Regions from separate parts of the Rattus norvegicus genome. Here region 2 is linked to region 1. A link is a contact called in public Hi-C data. All regions are on one chromosome and are shown on one strand. The core of a region is the stretch at or near the end of the contact, and the rest is flanking DNA. Distances in the headings are between cores, read along the strand shown.

Region 1 (5,910 bases), core at 1,224-3,723:
GATATGAAATGCTCACAAAGGTGACATTTGGGGGGCTTGTTACCAAGAGGGTAGATCCAGCTATTGAGTGGATTGGTGACTGGCTCAGAAAAGCTCTGATTTAGATCCACCTTGCATGGACCATTAGGAGAGATTGTGGAGACTGAGGAAGGCCGTGACAGATCAGAGGAAGCAGGTCACTGTGGGTATGTCCCTGGTTGCCACTACTGCTGATTCTCCCCCTCCTCTTCACCCCCTCCTTCTGTCCTTCTTTCCCTTTCTCCTCCCTCCTCTTCCTCTCCCTCCTCTTCCTTCTTCTTTCTCTGTTCCTCCCTCTCCTCTTCCCTTCTCCTCACCACCCCCCTGCTTTCAGGGATTCTGAGATCACTTAACAAAACAAAGCAAACAAGCAAAAAAAATCATACTTTGTGTCTAAATCAAAGCCTGTGATCATTAATCTTTATTGATACCAGGCTGGATTTGGAATCATCCTGGATACCGCTCTGGGTGCACCTTTGAGAGTATTTCCAGAAAAGAGTTTAAGTAAGGAGGAAAGCCCCATCATGAATGTGCATGCCCACAACCCATGGCAGGTACTAGACTGAATAGAAGGCAAGCCAAGCGGCCCAAGTAGCTCCCTTTGCTTGTTTACAGACACCTGTTTCCTGATCCTGCAGACTTGACTTCCCTACCATGACAAACTGTACTGTTAAATTGTAAGCTGAAAGAAATCTTCTTTCTTACCTTGCCTTTTGTCAAGTATTTTGTCCCAGCAGTAAGAAGAATCACCTACACAGAGCCCTGGGTCCTTATCTTCCCCATAGCAAGGCATGTGCTTGAGTAAGTGGCAGATTCCCTTCAGATTTGAAACCTTGAAACGTGTAACTCTCTCAGCTTATGTGGAGTTTGGAGGAGTATACCCACTATAGCTCTGAAATTTAAAAATCAGTGTGTTGATGTAGGTAATGTGTATGATGTGGTAATGTATGGGCAATTGGGTTTAGGCATTGATATCCTACCCTGCATGGGATCCATGGGCTCAGGCATTGACATCCCACTCTGCAGCATGGTCTGTGAAATGATGTGTTTTCAATCCTGTTGTCGAGACTATGACTGCTGACAGAGGTACAGTCAAATCCACAATTAGTGAGCAAAGTGCATCTGAAATCAGTGAAAAGAGCTACAGGCAGGACACAGACGTGCCACTAACACTCCCTGTGACTCTAGGCAGGTCACGAGATCTGAAAATACAGGATTTGACTATAAAGAGTTAAATGAAATGGACACAAGACCTCAATGGCCACATTTCTTTTGGGGAGGGCTCAAATTGGTACCTGGGAAGAAAACACAAGGTCCACCCTACTCTGTTTTTCAGAGTTTCCTTGCCTCACTTGAAATCTTGCCCCTTGCCCTATCATCATGGGGTGCTGGCTGTGGAGGACACTGGCGAGCCTGAGTAGAGGGGGTCTGCTGAATGTGAGTACTGTGGCTTACTGCCCTTAGCCCTTTCTCTCTGTAGGTGAGGATGTGAGGCGCAAGGCTAGGAAAGAATCTATCATTATATCGCAAGCCACGGACTGAGACCCACTTTCTTTTACTGTATTTGCTATACCCAGTTTCTTCTCTATCCAAGTAAGATGTGAGGGGCATGGTGCCTGGACTTGGAACGGCAGAAGCCTTATTTAGCATCGAACCACCAATGCACCTTGTCACTTCTGCTTGCAAAGAGGTCAGGAACTGAAACAGGAAGCCACACTTCAGTCAAGGATGACTGTGTGATTTTGGAGAAACTGCCCAACTCATCAATTGCTTCCCTTCTCTTCTTCATCTTAAGGATTCTTAAGGATTTTCTGTCCTTAAGCTATTTGTGCAAAGGCGACAAGGCTTTGCTCCTGTTCAGCCACAGTGATACTACCCAGCTGTCTCCTCCTCGTGGATTCCTTTTGATTCTTTCAGCTCTGAGCTTGGGTTATTTCTTCCACAGAGAGTGAGCAAAACCCTGCTCAGGAGAACTCCAAAGTAGACGGGTGTGGTATGTACCTGTGACCCTAGCGCTTGGGAGACTGAGGCAGATTTGCAATTTGGAGGTTGCTGTGGACTGCACACGAAACTCCAGACCAGATTGGGCTGTACAGTGAGTCTCGAAATAAAGGGACAGAAACGCACATCGACGAATTCCAAGTCTAATTCAAATGACTATTGGAGCAGTCCAGAAAGCAAGCACCTGCTGCCTAGTCAATGGGCCCATTATGCATGGCTCACTCCACAGGAGAACACTGTGTCTCTGAGGGCCTGGCCGTAACTGGTCCTACCTGTTTCAAGTCAGTACATTCTGTTTGCTGGAGGGATGGAGGCAGAGCAGCACGCACTGCCACCTCATCATCGTAAATGCCATTTCGGGTTAATGATTACCGCGCACAGTACTCCGGCAGTCCAACTGCACACAGAGCATGCCCTTCCCATGGAGTCTGGCAGGCAGCGCATAAAGGGTGCCATTGTGTGTGTTTGGGGAGAAAGGGAGAGGATCCTGCAGGTGCCAAGTATGGTCTCACAGCTCATGGGCTCAGGAGTGGGGAGGTGGGGACACTGTGCACATATTTTCTTGTTTTATAAGATAATCTATTTACATTCACTATTGACACTGGGGTACTGTTACTGGAGCTGAAATTCCTGTCATTCAATAAAATACCCTATCAGCCTAAGCTGACATTATAGAACATCAACGAGATCCCACAACTGCTGTTCCTGCCTCTGGCTAGAACTGGTTCTTTCACACTGAGGGCCATCCTCTTCTTGCTGGGGCATCGTGCAGGCCTGTCTGTAGATTTACCAGTGGGGGTGTCTCTAACTGCCTGGATGGCTGAAGTTAATGGCTCTCAGGTCCCAACCAGCCCCTTCTGTCTGCCAGAGACAAAGCAGGAATGTTCCCCTCCCGAGGTCTCAGTTTACAGGCCTTTAACATCGATAATTAAGCAAGGTTTGCCACCTGCACACCTCTTCTCAAGACAGTCCCGACGTTGCCTTTAATCAGCCCAGTTGCGGCGCCACCTGTTTCTGTTGCCGCCTCCGTTCAGAGGGGATGGCTCAGGGCTAGATGGCTATGACCTTGGCTGTGGCTCTGGGTCAGTCACACCAATGGAGTGATTTCCCAAGCCCACAGAGACCCTCTTCTCTTGGGACAAATGAAAAGATCCTCAGTGCCTGAAATGCCGTTTTTGTATACAGTATTACCCTTATCTTCCTGGTGGTTGACAGGTAGGATCCAGGTAACTCTGGGACAGTAGAAGCCTCTAGCATTGACTTGTGAGTGGGTTTATATGATTAGAAGAGGCAGCATGGCAATCCTGAGGGATGAAAGTGGGAGCCGCACTGGAAGTAATGAAAGAGAGGCCCAAGAGACCAAGGGAGGCTGACTCCAAACAGGGGATTATGGCATCAAAGCCCACGAGTGTTTAATGGGTGGTTCAAGTTGAAAGATCCTTGTTTCCTGTTTTTGTTTTTGTTTTTAAGGAAAAAAAATACAACAGTGAAAATAGCCATTCATACATAGATTCATAATGATTCTCATGAGGTTTGTCCACCAAGCAAAGAACATCCCTCCCCCTCTTTTGGAAACCTCTCCCTTCCACAGTTCCCATTGTGATTCGAGTGACCCCCCTCTGGAGCTCAAGGTATCATCTAGGCCCAGTCCATCAAGTCAACCGCATCTGGTAGACACACTGACTAGAGTCACTGTCTTGTGAACAGGCATTGTTCTGAGCTAAGCTAATGACCCTACAGTGTAGGGCTTTCACCAAAATGATTGGGGAAGGGAACTGTCTTTCTGTCAGAAGGGTTAAGCCACTGAAAGGTAGTACTAGGCCAGCTAGTGACTTCCTTGCCTGGGAGGGGAATAAACTTAGAGGAATATAGAAAGAGAAACTACAGAGGAGCATATTCATGTAGACCTTAGCCAAACACCTAGTTCTGATTACATCAAAGACCAACCCAACTTCGGGCATTTAGTAACATAAAAGAAACTCCCTCCTTCCTGTATTCTTTTTGGCAGTTTGGGTTTCTGATGTAACAGAACAAGGTCGTTGTATAGCAATGACTTTCTGACAGTCCACAATAGCACCAGTCTTCAGCTAGCCGTCCTGGTCTTCTACACATGATTCTGCAAGGTTCTGGTGAACTTGGCTCAAACCTGGACATTGATGTCCCTATCATTTAAGTGGGGACTTCAGTGGAATAGATAGGAGGGAGGGAGAACTGCAGATAGAGAAACACTTTGATCTCCCTGGAAGAAACACACTGTAGAAACATAAGAGTCTTATATGGATGATAGCAGACTAGCAATTTTGGAATACAGAAGATTCTGGAACCTTAGCACTCACTCACAGCGAGGTATTCATACCAGCAATAAACATAGTCTAGAACTGTTCAGAAGTGTAGGACCTTAGCCATGTCCTAGGCACTAACAAGAACTTCGATTTTTCAGGTGGCCCTTAAGGGATTTGTGTGGATGTAAACAGTTTCTTCCTGTTCCAGAACCTTAGGAGCATGGGTCCTAGAGACATCACCGTCTGTTTTGTATCTGGCAGTATTGTGTATGGACCAGGGGAAAATAGGTTCCTTTACTTTCAAAACTTTTGCAAGTTAGTTGTGGGTGGTGATACACATCTATAAGTCCATTACCTGTGAGGAAGATAGAGGAAGATCTCTGTGAGTTCCTTGCTATCCAGGACTATTTGATAAGACCATGTTTCAAGAAACAGAAACAGAAACTGACAAACAAAAGCTCCAAACCCCGAAAAGTTTGAAAATCCCTAACCTAATCAGTGTCTGTTCTTCACAGGGGATGAATTAAGGGCCTGTGTAGGATGAGCATCAACCACCAACTCAGGACGAAAGCAGAGACTCCGGAAACCTGTGACCTTGGGCAAGATTCCTTAAAGCGAGTCACAAAAAAAGAGCAAGAAACCTGATAGCTTGCTCTACGGAAAAACCAAAAGCATTCTGAGACTAATAGAGTTTTAAACAAACTTTTAAAAAAGTGTAGGGCATGAAGATTTATTATGATGGAGAAATCAATCTACAACAAAGACATGGGTGCATGAAAATGCCCTAATGAAACCTCTTACTTTTTATGTTAACTTAAAAGAATTTAAAACAATTTAAATCTTGTTCTTCGATATAAAGAAAAGGCAAAGTGTAGACTAGTTGAAGAAACAATAACAAAACATATTTGATAAGCGACTTTTATCTTCTCAAAACTCAACAATAATAAAGCCCATGACCTAATTAAAAGTGAGGGAAAGATTTGACTAGATACTTCACAAAAGAATTACAGGGATGGAAAAATAAACACATGAAAGGATGATATTAGTTGTTAGTAAGGTGAAATCTAAAACCTCAAAGAGATAGCTGAGCATGGCTAGTGGGTTGGCAAACCCTAAGAAAAAAAGCCCACCATTGAGCACCATGAGATCTATACGAGGGACGTGGTCACCCATTGCTGGGGGAAACGCAGGAATAGAATGGCTGCCTTGCAAATGGCTTGGTTGTTTCTTACAAATTTCCACATATATTTATCATATGATCTAGGGATCCCACCCCTAGGTATTTGCTGAACAGAAATCAAAACATGCACTCACACCCAAAAATTGCATACACGAGCATTTACAGAAGCATTAGTTACAATAACCAAAACCTGGACATGATCCAAATGTCCTTCAACTGGTGAATGGATAAACAAACTCTATATCTATACAATGGGATACTTCTTAGCAATGAAAATCATTGAAAAAAATGTGTGGGCGAATCTTAAAAGGGCTACACTGTATGAAAGAAGCTAGATTCAATACTACATACAATATGTCTGTGATTTCATTCCGAACAATGCAAAAGTATAGAGTGAAAAATACAGAAGAATAACTCCCAGGTTAGAGC
Region 2 (6,382 bases), core at 2,325-4,824, 170 kb before region 1:
TGATGTCTGACCTGTAGGGAAGGTGAAGAAGATTTCCGTTCAGAGTATTTGTGTTTCTAGAGGTTTTACATACATCATATGTATGAAGCCTAGTTCCTTATTTGACTATAGCCAGGCTAATAAATGACTGACTTTCTGTCCCCTGTGAGTTTGACAGGAAGAGAGAGGGAGAGAGAGAGAGAGAGAGAGAGAGAGAGAGAGAGAGAGAGAGAGAGAGAGAGAGAGAATTTCTTGTTCCTGTTCAGCTTGTGTTAAACTTTTGTTTGTCTCTTACTACATACTGTCCCATTCCATATCATCAGGAGAGAATGAGAGACGGAAATACACACAAACACATATTCGCTTTCAAAGATGAATATAGGCTTCTAGTTAGGGACCTGTGTAAAGCAAGTGAGCATCTGCTTTTGTGTAAAACAAGGACATCACTACCATTGGCCTTGTAATGACATCAGGGCTTTGTCTGAGCCTTGGACCCCTTTGGCTTGCTGATCTCAGACAGACTCTTTGTTTTGGCCTTGGGTTAGCAGTCAGGTTCCTTTGCTTCTTTACCTTCGTGTCTTTCAGTAGACAAACTAAATCAGGAATTCCAGGGTACTGCAAATAGTCCTGGCTGGTCTACCTGCCATGTCCCCCCCACTCCCTTCTCTCTCTGTGTGTGTTTGTTTATGCATGTGTATATACACTTGATTGCATGTGCACATAGAGGTCAAAGGTTGACATTTTCTTTAATCTCTCTCTACCTTAGGTGGAGACTCTCACAAATTCAGCAGGAGTAGCTGGCCAGCAAGCCGCAGGGAACCTGTCATTCCTAGTGCTAGGACTGCAGGTGCATGCTGTCATGCCTGGTGTTTTACCCAGGTGCCGGGGATCCACACTAAAGTTCTGGTGTTCGTACAGTAGGCACTTCACTGAGACATCTCTCAGGACTGGACTCAGGCTCCACATCTTTGTACAAGTCTGATGCTTGGCAGAGCCTTGATCTATAGGGAAGATGAGGCAGGTTTCTATTCAGAGCATTTGTGTTTCTAGAGACTTTAATATAGTTCCTGGTTCTATTTCCTTCTTAGCTGTCTCCCAGAGAATCTTAGAAGCATAGAATGAATGATGGAAATCTGTGATGAAAATGACACTCTGCCTGATTCTTCTTCAGGAAGCTACTCTGTATCTGTGTGAAGTATCTGCTCTGCTTGATGTTTCTATAGTTACTATTAAATTTTTTATGTGGGTTTACTATCTATCTATCTATCTATCTATCTATCTATCTATCTATCTATCTATCTACCTACCCACCTATCTATTTACCAGCACTGTCTTGTTGACGTTGACTATCAGGTGAATGATTTAATCTCTCTCTCTCTCTCTCTCTCTCTCTCTGTCTGCCTCTGTCTCCTGAGAGAGAAGTACTGTTTTGGCTCTTGTTTTTCTTCTAGAAAGGTAAGTTTAGTCCCAAGTAAAGAAAACAATCAATAATTAATATGGACCCACTAATTAACAGACACTTTGTTAGGTAATATATATGTATTATTATATATGTATTAAATTATACATAATAAAATATATACACCTATGGAGATACACACACACACACACACACACACACACACACACACACACACACATATAAAATATCCACAGTGGCTGTGGCTATAAGGTAACATCCTACCTCTACCAATGCCCCAAATTGTCCCTTCTATGGAGTGTCCATCTAGCTGGTTAGAATATGAGTGTAAAAGGGATGGAAGCAGGAATAGACTGCCTCATCTTGGTAGTAAAAGGCCTATAACTAAGAGAGGCTGGGCCTGGGCTAGGGAGCCACACATTTTAGGCATTTGTTTTTGCTGTTCGTACCTCAGGACTGTACACCCCGGTAGCCCTTACCAGTGTCTGCTGTTTCAGGTGAAGGTGGAGACGGCTAAGATTGCTTCCCTAGAGCCCTCCTCCTACCCGTTCTCCCCCGGCAAACACCCTATGGTGGGTGGAGTTAGAGCAGCTTGATTCATCTCTCCAGCAAAACTCCAGCTGCCTGTTCCCCGGGGCCTCTCTCTCTCTCTCTCTCTCAGATCGGAGCTGATAAACTAATTGGGGCTAATATGATAATGGGCAATGATGACATTTACTGTTTTTTTAAGGCCCAGGGCATACATTTGCATGTTAACAGAGCCTTTGGCAGGTAGATAAGGTTGAATTGGAGGGGAGGTGGGTTTATTTGCTGGAGGTTAGAGAAGCAGAGCAGCTTTACAGAGCCACCTTAAACTCTACCACATTTAGGACGCCAAGACCTCCTTTAATGACTTACTTTCTTCCAAGACCCCTCCAAAGCCACCCCTCCCCCTCCATTACCTTTTGCACCCAAAACTTCTCTCAATTTACGTTGCTTAAACCAAGCAATAAATACAAGAGAATAGCTCGGCTGGCTGGCTCCAGTCCCATTTAGCAGCACAACAGTCATTGGGTTCTGTTCCTTTCCTGAACTTCTGAGTTGTGACCACAAACTCTTCATCTCTTTGCCAAACTCCTTCTTGTCTTCCAACAAAGAGAGAGGAGGCTCACCGATTTCAACAAACCTGCCTGGATGCTTTGCTCATAGAAGGCTGGTGTCCAGGAAGACCCCGAAGGGAAAGTTAATGGTTAGGGGATTGTATTTTTCCTAGCCAGGGTAGTTGCTCACCTGTGCAGGTGGAGAAACATGTGGAACCCAGTGAAGCAAGAATAGAAAACTCAGGCACCCTTAACTCAGGGGGTGGGGATCTGTGAAATCCGTAGATCCCCCTCAGCAGTTCACATGCTGCTCAGACTGTTGGCATTTTGGTTTCTCTTTTCTGAATCCTACAGAGAGGGTTCATAAACAGTAAGACCATCATGTAAGCGTTGAGAGGAAGGGAAGATGAACTGGTCAACTAGCCCTTGTCTTGCTGAGGAAGATTGTTGCCCAAAGACATTTCACAATGCCCCCTCCCTTCCAGGACCATCCCCTCCTCCAAGGTGCTTACCTGGGGCTGGGGGATAGCCTCTGAAATTGCCAAGAGTCACTACAAAGAGTGGGTCATGACTCCCAGAGATAGAATGGGCTAGAAGGTCCTTCCACGCCGGGTACTTGCACGGCCAGGGCAAAGATCTGATGCCATAGCAGAGGACTAATAAATACAGGTTAGAAAATGAGGCAGATGTTTAAGAGCACCTCCAACCCTCTTCCTTCATTTGCTTGCCAGGGACTTGGGTTTTATATGCCCCCCCTTCCTCACAGCATCTTGGGGAGTGAGGTGTTTTTCACCTGAAACTGTCTCTAAGCTGAAAAGTACAGTCACCACCAAATCAATTCCTCATCCATTAACAGGTTGTCTCTGTTCTTGAGACACAGGCATAACCTGGTTAGACCTGTTTTGTTTGAACACTAACGTGTGAGTTGGCCAGATGCAAATGAGCCAGTGTTTGTAATCCTTTATTTTATTTTTTTAAAGGGCTGGGCAGCCAATCAGAGGAGGGGGAAGTGACTTAGGGAATTCCCGGTTGGTGGCTTATTGCTTAACATCCTACAAAATGATTTTAAATTATTGTCATATGCATTTATCTTCACTCTGATGAGAGCTCAGACGTGATAAGGCCGTGGTTCCCCATCCCGGTAGGAGCTGGTGTGATAGCCTCCTGCCTTCTTCTCCATCGTCAGAGCCATAGAACTTTCCACCCCGAATCTTTAGGTAAATGAGGTAAGTCCTCGCTTTTAAACTTCTTTTGAACCTGGAATTCAAACACCTGTGTGGCAAGACAAGCTTGTCTTGAAGCAGACAGGTGAAAATAAAGCAGAGCCTCCCGGAGGCAGCTGGCAGTAAGCAAAGCTTGTGTTACCTGGGCTCACCCACCCGGTCTCGTTAGAGTTTATCTGGGTGAGAGCAGCTGGGCTACTCAGTGTGAGTGTTATCTGTGAATTCCCCACATTGTCTGGACTTCCAATCAGCAAGAGTCTAAAAGTCCTCTGGTTTCTCTTTGCCCATGTGGTATGACAAAGCCATTTCCCTGGGATAGATTTCTCTGGAACAAAAAGCAAACGGAGACAGGTGACTCTGATGTCGCTCAGCGACGAGCTGGCTGGCTGAGGGCTGGTAGGGCTCAGAGCGTATGGTCTCCCAGTCTAGAGGTGTCTTTGCTGATATTTCTCCTGACTCATGAGCTATAGGGAGAAGCCGATTCTCCTTTAGTGTATTCCAGTTTGAGGAAATAGGTGTAGATGGGTAAAAGAATCTATATTCACAATGGCAACAGGATTCAGGTGGCTAAGGTTAGGCAGATGGTACCCTTAAAAATGATCCTATGCAGAAAGGAAACTCAACTTAGGGAGATAATTTTACCGTATCACAAGAGGACAGACCAACCCTTTGTTTTTCCACAATGGAATACTGTGACCAGACAGGCAGACATGACTCACCAGCAACAAATGCCTTCGATGTAGGGACTCTTGGTTTTGTTTGTATACCACAAACAAGTGTTGGTCCCAGTGTGGATCAAGCCGAGAACAGTGAGGGGATGAATCTTGTTGGTTCATGAGGGCAACGAAGTGGCAATGTCGCGTTTGTTTGTTTGTTTATTTATTTATTTATCTTCCTTGGGACTCTGAAAGCCGCTGATCGTGATACACATTTTAGATGAAGTGTAAGAGTCTCTGAGTTTGAGTCCTCAGGTGTCTCCATTGTTTTCCCACATTGATCTCAGGGAGAATGGGGAGTTTGGAGTCTAAGATTTCTGATGGAAACATTAATTGGTTCTGCGAGGTGTATAATTGGTATAAGAATGTATCAAGACAATATCTTTCAATGATTAAGGGGAAGTTAGGGATCATGAATGACTGGGTGCTACTTTCCTGATGTCCAAGGAAGAGTCAATTTCTACAGAAGAGATAAAGATGATATTTTCTCTTCACAGAAGAGATAAAGAGAATTTCACAGGTAAGAATGCTGTTAGAATATGAAGCCATGTGGGACTAGTTTCTGCCTCATCGCTGGCCGGTGGCATTTAAGAACTGTGATGGGAGAGGCCAGAGTTATTTGGAAGTTTATAACCACATTTAAACACTACCAAGTATCACGAGTACCACCTCCCATGTTTCTATATCATTGGGTAGAGACGTTAAAAAAGCAATCTTGAGGAAGCTGTGTTTGAAGTTCTATGACCACCCATGACACCCATCTTTAAGACCTCTTCCTGTAGTCGTGGATACGGAAGTGTGTTTGACCCAGGCCTCATTTATGCAAAAGGTCCCAGAGTCAATAACATTTTTTGTTGTTGTTGCGTGTTAAAATTATATTACCTATAATCACACAAGCTTGCTGATGTTTTCCTATTATATTATTATACCAAGATTTCTCATGCTAGTGCTTTGGGCCTTTCTAGACCTCTAGAGACAGGCTCCACTTACACTCATGATTCCGTGTTTGTGGGTACCCTAAGGGTCTCCCATTCATTGGCTGTTGTTACTTCAATCCTCTTTCCATACCTTCAAAGGCCCAAGGAAAAAGAGAACTGAGACTTCAGCTATGTTCCCATTGGTATTTGGTTAGCTAGTTGGTATTATTAGTAGGTCAGAAGGTGAGCACTTTTGGGCCGTGTTCTGCTCTAAGGAAGTGGGATTTTGCTTTGTGGACTCTTACTAGGTTCTATTTTCTTCTGATATCCTCCACTCTTTGGGGATTTGAGAACTGGACTGTGTTCATTGCATTTTTTAACACGTAAGAATGTTTCACATTGTATCACCACACACGGTTGTGGAAGCTTACATGAGAGCTCTCTTAGTCTTCTCTCCCTTTGGACAGAGGCATCCCTCGGCCCTTTACAATAGATATGGCCTTTGAAGACTTCTGGGAGGTGAGGTGGGTTGGGTACTATAACACCAAAACAGAGCCTGACAACACACAGGTCTCCCGAATGAAGGAACCTGGATTTCAGTGCCACCATTTTGCTGGTGTTTTAAGCCATTTCTCCCGTTCAGCTGACTCTCCTCTCCATGGAACTGAAGCAACAGACTTTTCTGTTGTGGGTGGGGCCCCGGTTGGGAAGCACTGGCTTGGTGTTTCAAGACCATACACTCTGACCCTGCTTCGGTTACTATTTAACTGAGCACAGAGCAGTGGCTTTCACCTTGGGTAAGATAAATCTGTAGTGGGGTCTCCCTTGGAGCAGTGAGGCAGGAGGCTGCCACACTGCTCAACTTTCCTAAATTGGTTCCCTACAGGGGAGGGGAGAGGGTGGATAATTCATTTTATTTGATATTTTCATACTTAAATGTTTATAAAATTATTTTAAGTGATACAATTTGTTCTAAGGAGTGGGCATTTTGCTCTTATTAAAATTTGTGGTTTTTTTAAATGCTGGTCAGAATTTTAAAGGGCCAGGT

The links. A called contact is a pair of places that touch in the nucleus more often than the background predicts.
Region 2: a contact with region 1 is called in a Hi-C map of kidney, with 1.9 times the contacts expected there. The contact joins the promoter of Ehf here to the enhancer-like site in region 1. A contact is called at or near these places in 3 of 12 Hi-C or Micro-C datasets (the A7r5 cell line, kidney and mammary epithelial cells).

The regions. Positions count from the first base shown.
Region 1 is chr3:109,960,809-109,966,718 of GRCr8, reverse strand. No RefSeq gene overlaps it. Among named protein-coding and RNA genes, the nearest start is that of Rnu6-434, 40 kb to the right of the region's middle. Within about 2 kb of position 2,473, at least 11 of the 93 cell types and tissues checked have an H3K27ac peak or open chromatin away from gene starts, as enhancers often do. A contact at or near this core is called in kidney, where this site is marked.
Region 2 is chr3:110,132,120-110,138,501 of GRCr8, reverse strand. Ehf (ets homologous factor) reads left to right here and starts at 3,574. Exons shown (of 9, transcript NM_001106493.2): 1 at 3,574-3,704.